Linked DNA regions of Mus musculus: all the other regions are linked to region 5. Evidence: chromatin contacts called from public promoter capture Hi-C data. All regions are on one chromosome and are shown on one strand. Each heading gives the region's core, a stretch centred on a gene start, on an enhancer-like site or on the middle of the called end of the contact. The rest is flanking DNA. Distances are from core to core; before and after follow the strand shown.

Region 1 (2,862 bases), core at 244-2,743, 1.3 Mb before region 5:
TTTGAGAAGAAACAAAACCAGAAGACTAAAGTGCTCTCACCGCATTGCCCAGACGCGGGTATGCTCTAGAAGGCCTTGGGAGTGAAGTCACTGACCCCTTCCATCAGCCATCTGTGAGCTCCCGCCGGACTCCTCTAGCCCGATGGGAAGGATAAAGGAGGTCAGGACAGATGGCAAAGCGCTTTGGGAAAATAGGCTCTACAGGAATGCAGGGCCGATGGGAGGCCAGCCCTGGGGTGTTTTGTTATCTGCCTGGAGCTGCCTGCTCCATTCTAGGCACCCGCATACTCTGGATTAAAAAGATCGCAAATCAGCAGGGGTGGGGTGGAAAGAGGGAAAGCCCCTACTTTCTGCCACTTGTTTCTCCCGCTTCAAAGTCGGTGCTCTGCTCTCCAACTAAGTGCGTGCGTGCATGCGTGCACAGGGGGCGGGAGGCTGGCACAACCAAATCTAAAAATACTCAGTAAAAATGCTAATCCCAAAGCAAAGAAAGAGCGAAGAAGGAATCTGTCAATCAACGGGCTCCCGCTCCTCACCCACAGCTGTACCGACTGCATTCCTGTAGACGAGGAAAAGAAGTGGGGGAACAGAGCTGAAGAAAAGAAAGGGACACACGCCACCACCTCCACGAGCGCGGGGCGGGAGGCGGCGGAGGAGGAGGGGCTCGGCCGGCAGAGCCGAACAAAGCGGGGCCTCCACTTGGAGCCCGAAGCCCCGAGAGTTGGGGGGCCAAGCTCAGAAACACCCCTGCTGCCCGGAAGCAGCTGGCGACCCTTGAGGTCTAGAAGCCAAAATGCTGCACGGAAGCCAGGTCTCTGAGGCTAGGCAAATCCGAAGGTTTTGTTTGGGGTCCCTCCACCCACTCCCCGTCCCCTACAGGCGCGCGCACACACGCGCACACGCCCTCCCTCTCCACCCGGGCCGCGCTAGGGGGCTGGGCCAGTGCGCCCCCAGCCGCTCTGGGACCCCACCTGGGGATGGTAATGCACTTGGTGTTCACGTTCTGCGTGGTGATGGCCTTCTCCAGCTCGTCCAACTGCCCCGTCTTCTTGAGCTTCTTCACCAAGCTCTTGACCGCCTTCTCGCACCACTTCTCCTCCTGCCCGTTCTGCTCGCCCTTCTTCCAACCCAGCAGGCGCTTCACGATCGGGGGGGTGAAGGGCAGGATGGACGACATGGCTGGCACCGAAGGGTCACCGGCGCCCCCGGCGGGGCTGGGCGCACTGGGGACGCCGGGGGCGCTCAGAGGCAGCTCGGCCCGCGCCTCGCCCGAACTTCGCTTTTAACTCTGGAGAACTTGCCCGGGCGTCCGGGCCAGGACTGCGGCGCTGCAGCTGCGGGGATCGGGAGCACGGCGGCGCCCGAGCTGCTCCACGCGGACCGACGGACTGACGGGCAGGCCCCGGACGCGCGGGGCGGAGGCGGCGGCCGCGAGACTCCAAGTGGCAGTAGAAAGTTTGGGTTTCCGCACGGGGTAGCTGTTTGGGTGCCGCCTCCGGGAAGGAAAGTCCAACCCCCAGCCAAACTTTGCTGGCCTGGATGGCTTTGGTGCGCAGATCCCTCCGCCTCTGCAGCGCTGCTCCTCCTCCTCCTCCTCCTCTGCGATCGCCGCCTTGCAGGGCCAGCCAGGGCCGAGCAGCCGCGCTACCCGCTCCTCTCCCGCCCGCTCCCAAGTCTACGTTTCACGCAGCTCCGCGTGCAGCCTCCTTCCCAGCGCAGTCGCCGCCCCCTCGCTGCCGGGGCTCCCCGCTCCTCCCCCGCGCCCTGCTCCGGGGAGGACCCGCGGCCTTCCCCGCCCAGCGCCGCCAAGCGCGCCCACGTGGGCCACCGGGTAGGGCGGCCGCCAGCTCTGCCAAGTGCCGAGGGACCGGACTCCTGGGGACTCGCCGCCCCACAGACTCTCAGATACCGTTGCAGGAACTAGAGAGGATTAGACTCACAGGGAACAGGCACTGTCCGTCAAGGGCTGGCTGCACTCCGGAGAGGACTCGGGCGCGGTGAGGGGTTCAGAAAAGCTCCGGGCCCAGGAAGTTGGGGCACGCTGATCTCGCTCAGTGGCCAGAGCTGCTTTAGGTGGTTTTTTGTTTTGTTTTTGTTTTCCTGCTGGGTGAGATCAGAACGGCCGACTGCCTGAGACTGCGGAGGAGGGAGTTGGAAAAGGGGAGAGGGAGACTTAAAAGGAGTTAAGAGACCTCAGTGACAACTTGAACAATAGCTGGAGCCAGGGGTCCCTTGGGCCCAGTGAACCAAGCTTTTTGCAGAAAACGGGCCTCAAAGACATCTGTTGCGTTCCTGAAGGAATGAATGGGGGTGCTTTAGGATTTTTCTTTGGAGGAGGGGAGAGAATTAACATTTCAGGGTGTTACTGAAGTTCCGAAATTCGACACCAAACAAGTAAGAGAGCTTTTGTTTACAAAGCAATGAACTCGCACACACAAAGAGCAAGCCGGAGAGGACTCGAGAAGTTTATTCAAAGTTAGCCTAGGTGGGAAGCCAAGAGAACCTGACTTTGAGTAGCCCTAGGGGCTTTACTGCAGACTAGACGAATTCAGGGCTGGTTGCCCACGGTCCCTCCACGGATTTGGGGCGTTACATTAGACCCTCTGCTCCTTTATCCTGTTTCAGCCTCCCTATCAGGCTAGCCCAGATGCTTAGAGTGTGCTTGGTTTTGCGCACGCGCGAACACACACACACCTATTTCTCTCCCGTGGTGAGAAACAAGTTATTTGCAAACCAAGATCCGGTGCGCTTTACGAAGCCCTATGAAGTGTGGCTCGTCCCACAGAGTCAGCCCTGAAGCTTCAGGGGCCCCCTGCTCTGTCCTCGAGGCTGCCCCACCACCAACCGCCAGCGGCAGCTTGT
Region 2 (2,860 bases), core at 38-2,537, 1.8 Mb after region 5:
TATTCCGAATCAGCATTTGCTAATCAATGGTCCATTTTCCTCCTAGTGAAAAAACAGTCCAAGAGGAACGTCAGATGCCCTCAACAAGGACGATTCAGTGACCCTGTCTGTGTACACCAGAACACTATCTGCCAAGGACTGGCAACGAGGAAGTTGGTTACTGCTTTGCCTCATTGGTGTGCCATAGAAACATATAACCAGTGGCTGTTACAATTTTCATATCCTAGAAAATGTGAATTTAATGGCTTAGCTGTCTGTAAAGATAAGTATCTTTTCTGAAGGAAAACAAACACCTACACCTGTATTTATTGTGTGCACCATGGAAAACTCAGAAGTTGAAAACCCATGCTGTGGTCTAGTTGTTTTCCAGGCCCGGTTCTTACAACCTTCCTGTGGACTTTAAGGACACAGCAAGCTTGACGTTCAACAGACTCTATTGATTTTTAATGCCAACAGCGAAGGAGCACTATTTATTACAGGAAAAAAGAACGCAGAGAGGCTGGAGTTCCTGGCTAGCCAGTGAGTTGCCTGGGTGCCAAGTCTCAGAAACTCAGTCTCAGCAGGTGCAAAGGGATCAAGACCGCAGTCACCAGCAGAGTTAGATATTTACCAAGTTCTCAGCAAGACTGGTCAGGTGTTGCAGCGGTTTTCTCAGGCTTTCACCATTGGCTGCACCCCAACCATTACCCAGGGGCCTACAAGAAAAATCTGAGCCCAAATTCCTCACAGGCATTCTGAGTCCAAGAACGGGGGTTGAGGAGGTGGACAACTGATCCCCAGGTGTCTTTAATGGCAGAGAGTGAGAACAGCTCTTCGATGCCGCTGAGCACTGAGTGAAATGAGAAATTCCTACGGAAAGACTAAGGCTCCATACACGAATGTATCCACTTATTCCCATCTTCCACAGAAGCCAAGACCCGCAGGACTCGCCTGCTCAGCCTGAACCCCCTCCCCCCAGTCTTGGACAGTCCCACAAGCTGGGAGCCACTGGGAGATGGGGATCCCGGGGTCGTGGAAACCCAGGAGAGGGAGGGACCCGCGGTGTCCGGGACTCGGCTCAACCTCACCCAGCGATGAGGAAAATGACGCGCAAAGGGTCGGTGGCGATGGTGAAGAGGTAGAGTGCGAACGCGGGCCCGAAGGCGATGAAGGCGCAACCGAAGAACACAGGCAGCGTCATGGTACCCACAGAAGCCAGTCCCGGGGGACCTGAGTGGATCCGAGGTGACTGGGACGATTTCTTAGCGGAATGCGGGGCGGGGCAGGCCTGCCAGGTACTCCGGGCTCGATCAGAGAAGGGGGCGGAGCAAAGCCCGGGAGGCGGGGCCTCGAGGTGCTCCAAGGCTTTTTTGAGCGGAGGGCGGGACGTACGAGAGGCGGTGCCTTAGGGGCGGTTTCTGGCCAATCAGAGCCTGGGGGCGGTGCAGGACACAGCCAGTCAGAGCAGAGGGCGGAGCGGCGCTCTAGATGAAGTGCCTTGAGATGCTCCGCGGCTTGTTTTTGCAGAGGGCGGGGTGGAGTCGAGGAGGCGGGTCCTCGAGCTGCTCCACAGCAAGGCAGGACTGGGCGGGGGCGGAGCTCGAAAAACAGAGCCTGTATCGCACAACGGTCAGTCGCAGAGGGGTGTCCAGGCGGATCTCGGGAGGTAGTTCCAGGAGGTGCTCCAGGCGCTGAGAGCGAATGGCGGTGCAGGATTCGGGAAGCTATTTCTTGAGAGGCTCAGAGTACTGTTAGAACCTGTGCAGCGGCATCGAGAAGCTGTCAGAGAGGCGGTTCCTCGAGGGGCTCCACGTGCTGTCAGAACCGGGGCGGCCTCTAGTGTCTCTGCGTGCGTACAGCGCAGGGGACAGGGCCTCGAGGGGCTTCACAAGCGGTCAGAGCGGAGGTGCAGCCTGGAAGGATTCGGTGTGCGGGCAGGCTGGGCAGCAACGCGGCCTCCTGGGACTCCACGTGCCGTCAGACTGCGGGGCGGGGCCTTGAGGGCTGGGCAGTTCTTCAGAGCACTCGGGGTGCTGAGAATGGAAAGGGGTCCTTCAAGGTTTCTTCTCTAGGTTTCTTGGGGCAATGAAAGTTGCCCGCCGAACTGGGCGGGCGCCTAGACCTCCGAGAGGCAAAGGGCTACACCAAGCCTCAGACTTGCCAGCGCTGCAGGTCCTTATTCCAAAGCGTGGCTCACTGAAGACTTAAAAGCTGTGCCCCAGCCCTCTTGCCTGTGGGTACACATTGTCCCTGGTGCTGGCCAACTGTAAGGTGGTCTAAGGGAGATTACCAGGCCACTTTTGTGCTGAAGGTCAATTGAAGTAAACAGCAGGACAGGGGCACGGTTCCTTTAAAGTAAGTATTTTTTCTGTGTCCGTGGTTGCAGGAATGTGGGGCTCCCATCCTATGTAAAAATCCAACTGGGCTGGTATGACCCAGGTGAATCATCCCCTATGGAAAAGGAATAATGAAATACTGACGAGTTGTTCTGACAAGTTGGTTTCTGTGCCACTAACAGCCCTGATCTCCAAAAACTTAAAAAATTTTAAAGGCATTCTCTAATCATATCTGAATTTAAATTTCAGGACAAACAACCACAGCTATGTTAAGAATGCTACAAGGTTAATATTGACTAATTACATTCATGTTTGTGGAGAATTGAAACGCTGTAGATACAGAGCCAATATCTTGGGCTATCTAGCCTCTTTAACAGCTATTCATTCCCACCTCTGCATCTGCTCTAATGCCCTTGTGACTATCACGTGACAGGTTTTTTCCTTCATATTTACTACTAGCCTCCACAAACCCCAAAGCTAAGAATGTCATCGGATTGCAGCATCTGACACCTGTAGCAGAGATTTCCCTGCTCTGCTCTGCCCCA
Region 3 (3,094 bases), core at 335-2,834, 1.0 Mb after region 5:
AATTCCAGTAACTCCTTGGGCACATCCTGATTCAGGTACAGGATGCCCTAGAGAAGAAGGCAGAGAAAGTCTGCAATCAGATAAGATCCAGCTACTAATTGCACAACCCATTACAACAATTTTGAGGACATTTGTTCCAAAATAATGAAGACTTTCAAGGCAGTAGAAATAAGTATTAGCCCAAACTCAGGGTCATCCTAAGGAATGAACCGCAAAGACTAGCACCACAAAGTGGGCAGGCTAGTCAAATAACTATCACTGTTAGAGGAAGGAGTCCACACACACCTCATGAAGAAAATACAGGAAAACACCCTAAGGGTGAAGAATCTACTCATTGGATTATTCAAAACTTTCAATAACCCAGATAGAAAAGTTCGTACTCATTTGGATAAAGAGCCTGAGATACTGAATAACAACCCCAAGTTGTGGGACCCAACACACTCCCACATCTCTAACTGGGTCTCCCCTGGTCCCTCAGACTTAGGGGCAACCAAGTGTACCCCGTGCACACCTGGATGTAGGTCTCTAATCCCTGCCGGCGCTGTTCCAGTCCTCTGGTCCTCCAGTTGGGCAGGCGTTTTGAGGGAAAGTCAGGCACTTTGTACCGTTTCTTGATCTGTACATCAGTTACAGAGGTGAGTTCCCAGCAAAGCACTCAAGCCCACTGCATCTAGCTGAGGACTTTCTCCAGTCCTCTCTATATGTCTGTCTTTAAGCTTCAACCTGGGACAGCTGGCAAGAGGTGGTTGGGACAGAAGTGACAAGCCAGAGAGTGGAAAGGACGCACACGGACAAGGTCAGTCTGAGCTGAGCTCTAGCCATTGCGTCCTCCCCGCGAGGGGCCCTGCAGCCCAGGGGGAGTCGCCTATGATCTGCACCCTCCTGGGGGCTGGGACAGTAATGGGGGTGACCAACCAGAAGCTGGGATCAGAGCTCTTTCTCATGCCACCGAGGGACCTGGCCTGGAGCCAAATCGGTGGGTAGTCCGCGACATCTCACCCGCTTGTGTAGAGCGTGGAACTCGCTGTAGCGCCGCGGCACGGTGTGTCTGCGTCCGCTGTACAGCACCTCCACTTGGAACACCTGGCGGGCGGAGGAGTGCAGACGGCGGGTCCAAAGGATGCAGTAGGACCCGCGCCGCGAGACGCGCCCAATTTCTGGTGTTAGAAAGGCACAAAGCCGACTTGGCGTGCCACCATCAGGGAAACCCCTTCCGAACCCCAGACACACCTGAAAGAAAAGGGTAACCGGCCCTCCCCTCTGCTCCAAGCGACCCCTCAAGAGCCCAAACCATTGTCCAAGGGGCTGGCAAAGCCAAGTAACCCCGAACCTTTGCGACGAATGTCCTAGCCCTGAATTCTGGGTCCCTTTTGCGCTGATCGCGAAGATAATCGGTAGATCCCCGCACACACTCTTCGTCCATTTGCTCACCATGTGGCCTTTCTCTGGACTCTGCCTGGGCCCTTCGGCCTCGGGCCCCACCGAGGGAATGTGAACTTCCAGCATCCGCGCCCCGACCCGGCTGCAGCCTCTCCCGGATCGAGCGCTTGGGCACCCGAACTCCCTGGAGCAGCCAAGCAGCCCTAAGAGGCTGACCCGCCCTCGGGCTCCAGGCCCTGCCCCCGGGCCGTAGGCTCCGCCCCACTCTCTGGATTTTTCAGCCCCAGGCTCCACCCTCTGATACGGGAGCCCGCCCTCGCCACGCCCAGGGTGTTCCCTGGCTCACTAAAGTCCTGAGGCCAGAAGATAACACCATGGGTCGCCATGCAAGGGAAGGAACCTTCAGCAGGGTCACCCATTTGTCAAACATTTCCCTAGTATCCCAGGTAGTCAGCCGAGGTACATTTTACCTGGTCTCTCTAAAATTTCACCTGGTCTTTGTTGAATGTCCTGGATGCTAAGGTGTCAGAGGAAGGCACAGTGGGTTTCAGGTCTGGGCTTCCGGTTAGGACCATCCTTGTTCTTAGAGAACCTAGCCACCACAACCTTCCCTCTTTCATGTGGTCCCTGGTAGCACCACCTGAAGACTCCAACTGAGGTAGTGCCGGGGTGAGGCTGGGATCCATTCTAGCTTTGATGAGCACCTACAAACCATTCATTTATTCCATCCACCCGTCCATCCATTCATCCTTCCTACCTTAGCATGCCTAGTTTGCTTCAAGCTAGTGTATGGGGAAGAGGCAGTTTAAAAACCCAGGCTTGGCACTGAAAGTCGAATGGCCTAGATATCAAGAACTGTGTGGAGTTTCTGCACAGCTGTAAAGCAGGTAACATAAGTATAAACACTGAGTGAAGCTGGGCGGCACGGGCCAGGGGTTCCACTTATCTATGAGGCTGAGGCAAGAGAATTGTTTGAAACCAGGAATTCAAAGTCAGCTTGAGCAACTCAGCCAGGACCCAATAGTGGCTTCCTTATGGGCTTGTTCAGCTGGGATGGATGGGTGATGATGGACAGATAATAAGAAGTAGGTACAGAAATGTGTGTAGAGAAGAGGAACAAAAATGAGTGTAGAGGCGGTGGCCCCAGCTGCTCTCATCCGCCCTGCTGGTCTTCTTCAGAATGTAGTAGGATTTTTGTTTGGCACATTGCTTAGTTTGGGTTTGGTTTTTCTAAATATGTAGATACGTTTTCTCTGTGTAGCCCTTGCTGTCCTGAAACTCCATCTTTAAACCAGGCTGGCCTCTAACTCAGAGATCTGCCTGCCTCTGCCTCCCAAGTACTGGGATTAAAGATGTGTGCCTGCCTGGCTATAGTAAGATTTCAAGACAGAATGATCACTTCATGTGTAAACACAGAAATGGCTTCCATTTCTACCTCAGCCCCACACTCCTTACTGGGCTCTAGGTAAAGTGCTCAATGGCCCAGTGTTCTGTTCTCAAACTGGGTCATGTGTGATGGTTATTCTGAATTGCCAACATGGCTACAGGTAGAGTTAACTAAAAAGACAAAACAAACAAACAAAAAAAAAAGACCACCAAACCGGAGTTTTGGTTAACAGCAGGATCATTTGAGGTAGGAAGACCCACCCTAAATCTGGGCCACACCTTCTCAGGGCAGCCTCTGTGAAGCGCAGGGAAGAAAGAAACTTTGGCT
Region 4 (3,148 bases), core at 615-3,114, 1.1 Mb after region 5:
CACCACCTCCTGACGCCATCTTCCTCCACCCGTGGCGGAAGCAGCAACAACAACTTTATAGACAGTGCCGCGAGCAAAGCGCTCCAGCCGTGTGAGGTGCGCGAGGGCCGTTATGGACCCAGAGGGACCATCGGGGCGGAACCTGGGGGAGGGACCTAGGGCGGGGCCTGGGCTGCTGCTCAGCCAATCCAAGCACTGAACCGCAAGGCTGCACTGGGGCGGGCCAAGTAGGCAGAGGAGGAGCTAGAGGCTGAGGAGTTCCTCCGGGTCTTTGTGCCCTGCATGGCTCTATCTGTCACGCTTCTAAGGTTCTGTTTGAATAAAGTCTGTGACTAACAATGTTTGAAAACCTCTGCATGCCACCTGCTCATGCCAAGCACAGTGTTCTCTGAGAGATTCAATAAATATTTTTGATTGAGGGCTGAAACGACTGCAGGAAGTTTTGCCACTTAGTTTTTGGACATTAATTCATTTAACATATACAGAGCATTCACTGTGAGCTTGGCACCTTACTGTGCGTTTCAAATACAAACACAAAAGCTCCTGGCTCACAGTTTAATGAGGCAGTCTTGTAAGTCAACAATTTAAACACACTCAGTGTTACAGTGTGCAACAATAAAAAGAAGTTATCGATTTTTTGAGAAGCCAGGCTTCACACAAAGGGGAGATTTCCGTGTATTAAATTCGGTCCTTAAGAATTTTGGGTTATAGCCGGGCGTGGTGACACGCCTTTAATCCCAGCCCTCGGGCGGCAGAAGCAGGTGGATTTCTGAGTTCAAGGCCAGGCTGGTCTACAGAGTGAGTTCCAGGACAGCCAGGGCTATACAGAGAAACCCTGCCTCGAAAAAAAAAAAAGTTCCCGGAACTTAATCACAGGTTGGTGAGTCGAAGTCAACTAGAGTTTAAAGATAACATAGGTTATGTTATCACGGACTAATTTGCAAGATGATCCTTTCAAGGAGCTGAAACCTGCCACTAACACCAACAGAGGTGGTTTGCTTTTCTGGTTGAAACCACCTTAGGCAGGCCTGAAATTCTGTGTCCAAAGCTGGCCTCAAACTCAATGCTCCTCCCTCGGCCTCCCAAGTGCTGGAATTACAGGCATGAGCCACCAGGCCTAGCAAAGTTGGCTGTTTACAACTGCAAACTCAACATTAGGGGTGGATTCCCTTACAGATAAAGTAAACTGCCTGAAGGTCAGGAGAGTGTCTTAGTTTGTAACTTTTATTCCTGCATACACATTGTGTATGGCAAATTAAGTGTCTAATAAATATTTGAGGTGGAAACACAATCAACTCTGTAACTGGCACCCATCACAGCCATGAACACACAAAAAAAAGGTTAAGAAATGCTTTTTTAGGATGTTCATCTCCGTTATCATTACTACATAGTGAACACAGATAAAGTTCTCTCGCTGTAATTTGGGTGGTGGTCGATAGAAATCCTCCCCATGGAGAGAAGCTGCACTAAACTAAGTTTCTAGGAGATAAGAAAACTAAGCCTTCCCTGTCCGTAGGCATGCCTATCAACATTGGTCTTCCAAAATAACCCCTTTCACCGCAAAGGAAATCCACTTCCGGCCTGGTCAGAAAGTAAGAAAAATTTGTTTGGAAGTGGCTTCCTCTGAGAAATAGCTGTAGAGTCTCCGTTCTAGAATATCTTCCAGTAGTAGTAACCTTGATCTCCTTTCCCCTACCTCTTTAGGATTCATCTTTAGTTCTTCCTAGGAACTGAGTGGGGCATTTGGTGACGTATAACAGTCCGTTACACGATCCTCTGGCTAAGACTACAAGCCCCATATACATTTCGCCGCCGCTCCGCTAACGCCCCTTAGACATCCCAGCATGCAATGCGCCTAACGGGCCGTAAGGATTTTTCTGTGCCTTCTAAATCGAGCAGAGCATCTTGGGACATGTAGTCTTTACAGCTAATTTCCCTAGGTCCTTCGCGTTGCAGTTTTGAGTCCCGCCTATTCTCTGCTCCCCTAAACCTTTACACATGTCTTGGTTTATTTGAAGACCAGGAAGTTCTCTCTCGAGGTCGGCTGCGGAAAGACGGTGGCTCGGTTGGGACAGTCGCCAGGGATGGCGGAACGTGAGGATGGAGCGAGTGTCTGGGCTGCTTTCCTGGACGCTGAGCAGGGTCCTATGGCTCTCAGGCTTTTCTGAGCACGGAGCTGCCTGGCAGCCCCGGATCATGGAAGAGAAAGCGCTAGAAGTTTATGGTAATTTACCCAGGGCACTATTTGACGGTGTTTGAGAGGCGGCATTGGAGAGGGGGTGGAGGAGGGCCTCACCCTTGGGCTGGAGTGGACCCTTGGGGTTTTTACCAGACTTAGAGGGAAGCATGTTCTTCCGGGTCCTAAGTCACACAGCAATGTCGGGCTATTTCTAAACCTGGAGCGAAATTGAGCCAGGAACTCATAAACGCTTTGTTACCCTGGACTGCCTACAGCTCTAGGGACAGTGTCAAGGGATGTGGGCAGAATGAGCCTACAGTGATCAAGAAGCAAAGCATGCCGAAGATTTCACTACTCAAGAGTCTTTCCTTCTTTAGTTCCTGGACTTGCGTTCCTCCCGCCATAACTGAGGTCACTGTTTGGTAATGGCCGAGTTGGGGACTGGCCCAAGGTCATAGCAACTCTCTTGTGTGACAGAATCAATAGGAAGTGAAGAGGTAGGGATAGATATCTCAGCGAGAGGCTTTAAATTTACAATTTTCTTACACAGTTAAGTGTGTTCGTGTATTCACTCAGAGACTCTCCACTTTGAGGGACTGTCTTCATTGTACAGATGGGGAGTGGGTTGTTTAACAAGTACCCAGAGGGTCATATTGTCAGTAAGAAACAGAAAAAACCAAACTTGTGATTGAAAATGTAATGCTTGTTCGTGTTTCTCTCTCTCTCTCTCTCTCTCTCTCTCCTCCCCCACCTCCCTCCCTCCCTCTTTCCTTCTCCACTCTTGACCCTACCTCCCCAGCCCCTCTCTTCCCTCCGTTGACCATTTGTAGTATTATTTATCAGGATTGGGGAGAAAATCCAGAGTCTCATACAAATTAGGTGTGTTCCACCACTAGCCCTATTTTTTTGAAAACAAAAAGGCCAAGATGTAGCACTAAGAGAGATGCTCCTACAGATACAGTTTAGGTG
Region 5 (3,077 bases), core at 474-2,973:
GCTTCCTTTTGGACAGAATGCCCTGGAAAAGGTGCCTGGGCCTGGGAAAGTGGAGCTCGTCTGACTCATCTCTGTAAATCTGTGGTGTGGTATACATGGTGTTGACATGTTCTTTTAAAACTAACGCCTCAGACTAGCAGACGTGAAGCCCCAGAAAGATAAAGCCTCCATAGGGGTGAGGGACTCGTTCTTCCCAAAATTTCTTAAAAAGGACTTTTCTCTCCAAAAGAAATGTTCTCCTTTCTTCTCCACCTTCACAGTGTTCACTGTTAACGTGTTTCAAACTCGAATCTCTGGGCATGGTGGTGCACACTTGGAATCCCAGCACTCAGGAGGCAGAGGCTGGCAGATCTCTGTGAGTTCCAGGCCAGCCTTGGTCTACATAGTAAGTTCCAGGCCAGCCATAACTATATAGCATGACTGTCTCCAAAATACAAAAATAAAAATTAAAAACAAAAACTTTTTTTTCTATTTTAGCAAAGAATCTTGTAGCAGAGTAGAGAACAATAGCACAGAGAATTATTCATCCTATTCTAGAGTAGCATTTATTCGGGTTTGCTTACACCTTAAATGAAATTTACTGCTTACTCAAAGACATTCTGGCCAGTATTAGCTTCATCGTTCACAAGGGGAAATTATTTACATTCCAGAAGCAAAGATTAGACTCAAGTGGACATGGGCACCTAGACCCTGCAAGAAAATAGACCAGATGAATTGATGAATTCAGACAGGTATCTAACTGCGAGCAAGAAACAGTTCAGAGGAATGAAGATTACAATACCATGGATGTCAAGGAGACTAGGGAAAGAACATTCCAGACCAAAACCACTCGCTTCACACAGAATACTGGATGGTCTGGTTAGAGACATGGGAAGTTCCCAGGGATTTGATTTGCTCACATTAATAGGTAAACGTGGTGAAATGAATACTTAATGTCACACGATAATTTCTTTACGCAACTTGCTAAGGCTGAGCTCGCAGCCTTAAAGAGAGGATGGAAATCATTTCCTTGGTGAGCGGAGGTGTGGTGTAGATTTCTATCACTGAACGGTTGGGGGGTTGCCCCCCGCCCAGCCCAGCGACGGGCCTTGAGAAGGTCAATGGGCCGCCCGGACTAAACCTCAGAGGCCAGCGCTGACGTCCTGCTACCGCACAACAGGCCACTGTCAAGCCGCACTTTAGACCCACGGAGCTCATCCCACAATTCAGAGGGCCTTAGGCAACCCGAAGGCCAGCCGCCGGCTTCCAGGACTCTGCTGAGGCTCCCCAGGGCGCCTACCAGGAACAAAGGGGATACCGGGGCCAAGCGCAGAACGCCGGACGGCACCTGCAGCCCCTAAGGGAGACCGGGGCGCTCCACTCGCGGTTCCTGCTGGCGCACTGCAGGAGCGCAAACGCACAGGGCGGCCGACGGGGACCGGGGGGCCCCCGATCCTGCGCGCAGCCCGCAGCCCGGCCTTTACCTGCACGTCACTCAGCTCCACGCGCAGATACAGCTCGCGGTGTCGCTGAGCCCAGTAGACATGCGGCGTCAGCACTTGAGTCTCCATGGCCCACGCTGTCCGGGGGAGCGGGGAGGCTCGGCTTGCTGCGCCTCGTTACCTCGGCCTGTGAGCCGCTGGAGCTAGCAGAACGCAGGCCTCAGACCCGCACGCTCCGCAGCCCGCAGCCCGGCTGTCTCGAGATAACCCACGCTCGCGGCTCGCGCTTGCGCAGTGAGGACCGGGGCGGGAGGGCGGGGCGAACCCAGCGAGGGAGAGGACGGGGCGGGACGTGGGAGAGGCTAGCGGCTGCGCCACGTGATCAGCGGCTCAGTGGCCTTCGGATCAGAGGCTTTTGAGCTCCTCGCTTACCTCCTGTGGCGCTTCAGAGAGGTCCTTGCACAAGAACATGAAAGTGAGAGGCTCTAATCTACAAAGAAAGGGCGGATTGGCGGCGTATGAAGAGGCTTGTGTGCAAGGATCCCTTCCAAGTTTTTTTGTATGATCGCAGCGTTTAGTGAGAACCCACTTCCTCCCTGGGCTTCAAGGCCACACACAGAAAGACAGATGAGCCATTCAAGACATACATTGGTGTTGCTTTTTTTTTTTCTTCCTTCCTTCCTTTCTTTCTTCTTTCTGTCTGTCTTACTATGTAGCTCTAGGTGACCTGAAATTCACTTGGTAGACCAGATCCAGGGACCTGTCGTCTGCTTTTGCCTCCCTTGTGATTTAAAGGTGTGCAACACCTCCCCTGGCCTCAGGCTTCCTGTTTTAAGAGAGATGGTTTCCATTCACTGCCCAACAAACAGAACAGCCCATTCGTTATAGCTATCTACATGAACTAATAAGCAAACAAACAAATCAGTTCCTTGGCATCCCTAGCCCCGTCCTGAGCATTTGAGGACCTGGATGCTGCAGACAGGCACTCTACTATAACCTCAGCTCCTTGTAGTGTCATCATCTGTTTCTAAGTTTTTCTGTAAAGGAGCACAGCTATTATGGGCCCATTTCCAGGGAAATCAATAAGGAGACAGAGACAGAGAGACAGAGATTAGTAAGAGGACTAGAGGACTAGAGGACTATAGCCTAGTCGGTAGTGGGTTTGATCCCCAATAGCACATAAATCAGGACTAGTGGTGAACACCTGTAATCTCAGCACTTGAGATGTTCAGAAGTGCAAAGTCATCCTTAGTTACGTACTGAGTTCAAGGCCAACCTGAACAAACAAAGGAAAGGGAAATAAAGTAGAGTTTATCATCCAGGCTAAAAAGTACACGGTGGTGGGGCAGGGTGAGGGAGACTAGAAGGCAAGGCCAGGGGCAGGGGGATGGGAATAAGGCTTTTATGATGATGTCAGTCAAATGAAAAAGAAACCACACTGTCCTCTCTAGAGACTGCCCCCCCCCCTCCTAGCCCTGTTTGGCTCAGGGCCATGTCTCCCTTCTCAGAGATCAGTCATTACTCCTGCAGAAAGCTTTCATTTGGTCCTTGACACTGATAAAGGCTATTGCCAGGACGTACGCCTAGTTTCTGCTGTTGGCAAGAGATCCTGCTTGGCTCTGATGTTCACCTTTTTACAGACTCTTCTGATGCTTG
Region 6 (2,908 bases), core at 230-2,729, 1.4 Mb before region 5:
CACCAAGGACACCCAGAAGAGAAGAACTCTTCCCAGCTCTCCTCCCAACTCTTCCCAACACCTCTCCCAATTCCTCAGCTAGCTGTTAAAAGCCCCCTACTGTCACCACTCGGGTCGAACTCCCCTGCCCTGCACTGTGGAGGGACTTCGTCCTCAGCTAGCTGATAATAAAACCTCTTGCAGTTTGCATCAGGTGTGGTTTTCTCTCGAGATGTTGGGGTGTTGGCCAGCTCATCCCGGGACTTGAGCAGAGGCCCAGCATCGGGGGTCTTACAGAACTTCTTAAAGTGAGACCATCTTAAAGGGACCCATACCTAAACACGGAAAAAAACAAAACAAAACAAAGCAAAAAAAAAAAAAAAAAAACCAAACCAACCTAGCTGTTTCAGAAAAATTGTTCAACTGTCACAAACTGAATTACACTGGAGAAGTCAAGTCTTTGAGAGCTTTCTCCCTAGATTATAAATAAGATATTTCTCCAAGTTTTCATTTTTTATGTTGTTTTGTAATCCAGGTGATCTTAAAAATATGTTTGGTAACGCACACCTTTAATCCCAGCACTTGGGAGGTAAAGGCAGGCAGATTTCTGAGTTGGAGGCCAGCCTGGTCTACAGAGTGAGTTCCAGGACAGCCAGGGCTACACAGAGAAACTCTGTCTCGAAGAAAAAAAAATTTTAAAAAAAGCTTGGGTGTGTGTTCCCAAGCAAGCAGTGACTATTGTAGGTTAAGAAGCACGGGTCCCATAGCTCACGTTCTCTTCGAACTTCTCACCACCTCCTAATGATGAATCTGTTTCTCCTTCACATCCCCAAGCCATGGATGGACTTTAAACATTTCATAATTTATTTTTAAATGGTGCCTTGAGCACCCCAGCCTGCTAGTACAGATTGATAATCCCAGTTACTCAGGAGGCTGAGGCAGGAGGATCACAAGTTCCAGGCCTGCCTGGATTGTAGAGGGTGCTCCAAGACAGTCAATGACCATCTGGGCCCGAAGTATAAGGAAGACAGGTGATGCAGCCTAGCGGTAAAGCACTTGCTTGGCGCTAGCATGTCCTGTGTTCAACCCCCAGAGCATGATGCCCTAAAGTGTAGGCGTTTCCTGCTATAGGGCCGAGAGAATAAATGGTGGTGCTTGGGATCACAGGTTTCGGGGTTCGAGGGGAGGTCTGTGCGGCCGCCAGCCCGGCCTGTTTCCCACCTGGATTAGGATGGATCCAATGGGGTCGCTGTCCTCCTGGGCCTGCGCCATGACTAAGGAGGGCAGAAGACACTAGGCTCCGGAGGTATGGCCTCCTGCGGAGCGCTCCTAGATGGTGCGGGCACCCGTCACCATAGCAACGCGGCGCGCGCGACCGGCGCGCTCCACTGGAGGAGCGGGGAAGGGGGGTGTGAGGGCCAGCCGGAGCCTCGGCTGCCCAGCGCGCGGCCCCGCCCAGCGCGCGTGCCCGGATCATCTCCCCCGCGTGCCCGCTGCAGTGGTACGGCCCAAGGCGGAAGCAGCGCCGGCGCGGAACCCGCTCTGCCGCAGCGATGGCTGCCGGTGTACCCTGCGCGCTGGTTACCAGCTGCTCCGCCACCTTCACCGGGGACCGGCTGGTGCAACGTGAGTAACCCGACGTCTGAGCCGGGCTGCAAGGCCCAGTTCAGAGCCATGGGCGCAGGGCCGGCGACCTCTCCCGGGCTCTGCCCGAGCTGGGCCCTAGGCTCCGGCTCCTCCGCAGGTCTCGGCGCCAGGCGCTTAACCTTCTGCCTGTGTAAAGTGAGGCCGGTTTCTGACCTCCCGCCTCAGGGGTGGTGGCAAGCACCCCCTAAGATGATATTCAAGACCCCGGAAATTGTGCTCTTAGACGAATGTAAGGCGCTGGAGTTGCGGTGTTGTGTTTGGGGGTTATGCCCCTGCTGCTGGGGTAGTGGTTCCTCTTGTGAACTGAAGTGCTCAGCAAAAAAACAAAAAAACAAACAAACAAAAAATGCACGCGCGTTAGTGTTCTGCCAGGATGATGGACTGACCAGAACTCCTGTGATTGTGGAGAGCTGGAATTTTAATAACTGTAGCCAGATTCTCGTGGACTGTCTCTAGTCTCCTTCTTAGCCATTTGTTGCCCACTTCTGTGTCTGACCTAATATCCTCTGACTATCAGGTAAAGTCCTTTTGGGAATAAGCAAACAGACCCCCTAGCTTCCATCAACCCAAAGGCTAAGAATTTTATCAGTTGGTGTCTGAGGCCTACAGCAAGGGCTTCCACGATGTGCTGTAATCCACCAACCTGTTGTTCCCCTCAATGTATTTTTAGAACATCCTGATATGTAGCTTTGTTGTTCCTATAAGAACACCATGGAATTGTTATTGCCACGTTGGAACATTTGACTTGAGGCACCCCTGATTCCTGTTCCCTTTTCATGATCCCTCATATTTGGCTCCAGAATAAACGCTTACTCCCTTAGAGATGAGAGCTGTGGGCGTTCTTGATTCCCTCCCCTTGATTGTGTGTGTGTGTGTAATGTACATACATGCATACTTGTGTGTACATGATATTTGTTGGGTGCCCCCTCACTTGCAGTTACATTTCTTGAGTTCTTTCTGAGGTGAAAGTTCCCCGGAAAAAAATGAGTTTGAGGTGTTACTGCACCCAGTGCTTTTGCTTCTGGACCCTAAGGGCTATAAAATTCAGGGTTTTGTTTTTGTTTTTGTTTTGTTTTTTTTGCCTTTGTTGTGCATACGCGAATATACGTGTGTGTGTGTGTGTGTGTGTGTGTGTGTGTGTGTGTTTTCTGCTTTTTAGTCCCACTGCTCTGTGCATACTGAGCGTGGCACTCTACCTCAGAGATAAACCCCAGCCCCACCCCAAAATGAGCTCTGAAATGTAGGTCAGAGAGACTAGTGAGCTAGAGCTGAGGAGGCAGCT

What was found. Promoter capture Hi-C pulls out the DNA fragments that hold promoters and counts their contacts.
Region 1: a promoter capture Hi-C map of liver shows a contact between it and region 5, with 2.3 times the contacts expected there. The contact joins the promoter of Smad3 here to the promoter of Hacd3 in region 5. A contact is called at or near these places in 3 of 39 promoter capture datasets (erythroid cells and liver).
Region 2: a contact with region 5 is called in a promoter capture Hi-C map of neutrophils, with 4 times the contacts expected there. The contact joins the promoter of Aph1c here to the promoter of Hacd3 in region 5. A contact is called at or near these places in 2 of 39 promoter capture datasets (neutrophils and pre-B cells).
Region 3: a contact with region 5 is called in a promoter capture Hi-C map of liver, with 2.3 times the contacts expected there. The contact joins the promoter of Snx22 here to the promoter of Hacd3 in region 5. A contact is called at or near these places in 2 of 39 promoter capture datasets (erythroid cells and liver).
Region 4: a contact with region 5 is called in a promoter capture Hi-C map of liver, with 2.5 times the contacts expected there. The contact joins the promoter of Ciao2a here to the promoter of Hacd3 in region 5. A contact is called at or near these places in 4 of 39 promoter capture datasets (liver, neutrophils and pre-B cells) and 3 of 9 other capture datasets (adipose tissue, liver and pancreatic islet).
Region 6: a promoter capture Hi-C map of liver shows a contact between it and region 5, with 2.2 times the contacts expected there. The contact joins the promoter of Aagab here to the promoter of Hacd3 in region 5. A contact is called at or near these places in 2 of 39 promoter capture datasets (erythroid cells and liver).

Annotation. Positions count from the first base shown.
Region 1 is chr9:63,756,501-63,759,362 of GRCm38.p6, forward strand. Smad3 (SMAD family member 3) reads right to left here and starts at 1,494. Exons shown (of 9, transcript NM_016769.4): 1 at 972-1,494. The coding sequence starts at 1,177.
Region 2 is chr9:66,833,419-66,836,278 of GRCm38.p6, forward strand. It overlaps Aph1c (aph1 homolog C, gamma secretase subunit), which reads right to left and starts at 1,288. Exons shown (of 6, transcript NM_026674.3): 1 at 1,068-1,288. The coding sequence starts at 1,180.
Region 3 is chr9:66,068,175-66,071,268 of GRCm38.p6, forward strand. Snx22 (sorting nexin 22) reads right to left here and starts at 1,585. Exons shown (of 6, transcript NM_001379335.1): 1 at 1,432-1,585; 2 at 1,000-1,083; 3 at 512-616; 4 at 1-47. The coding sequence starts at 1,506.
Region 4 is chr9:66,124,747-66,127,894 of GRCm38.p6, forward strand. It overlaps Ciao2a (cytosolic iron-sulfur assembly component 2A), which reads left to right and starts at 1,865. Exons shown (of 5, transcript NM_026635.3): 1 at 1,865-2,224. The coding sequence starts at 2,101. It overlaps Snx1 (sorting nexin 1), which reads right to left and starts at 140. Exons shown (of 15, transcript NM_019727.2): 1 at 1-140. The coding sequence starts at 19.
Region 5 is chr9:65,019,994-65,023,070 of GRCm38.p6, forward strand. It overlaps Hacd3 (3-hydroxyacyl-CoA dehydratase 3), which reads right to left and starts at 1,724. Exons shown (of 11, transcript NM_021345.2): 1 at 1,464-1,724. The coding sequence starts at 1,550.
Region 6 is chr9:63,601,167-63,604,074 of GRCm38.p6, forward strand. It overlaps Aagab (alpha- and gamma-adaptin binding protein), which reads left to right and starts at 1,480. Exons shown (of 10, transcript NM_025857.3): 1 at 1,480-1,605. The coding sequence starts at 1,533. Iqch (IQ motif containing H) reads right to left here and starts at 1,327. Exons shown (of 22, transcript NM_001311098.1): 1 at 1,201-1,327. The coding sequence starts at 1,251.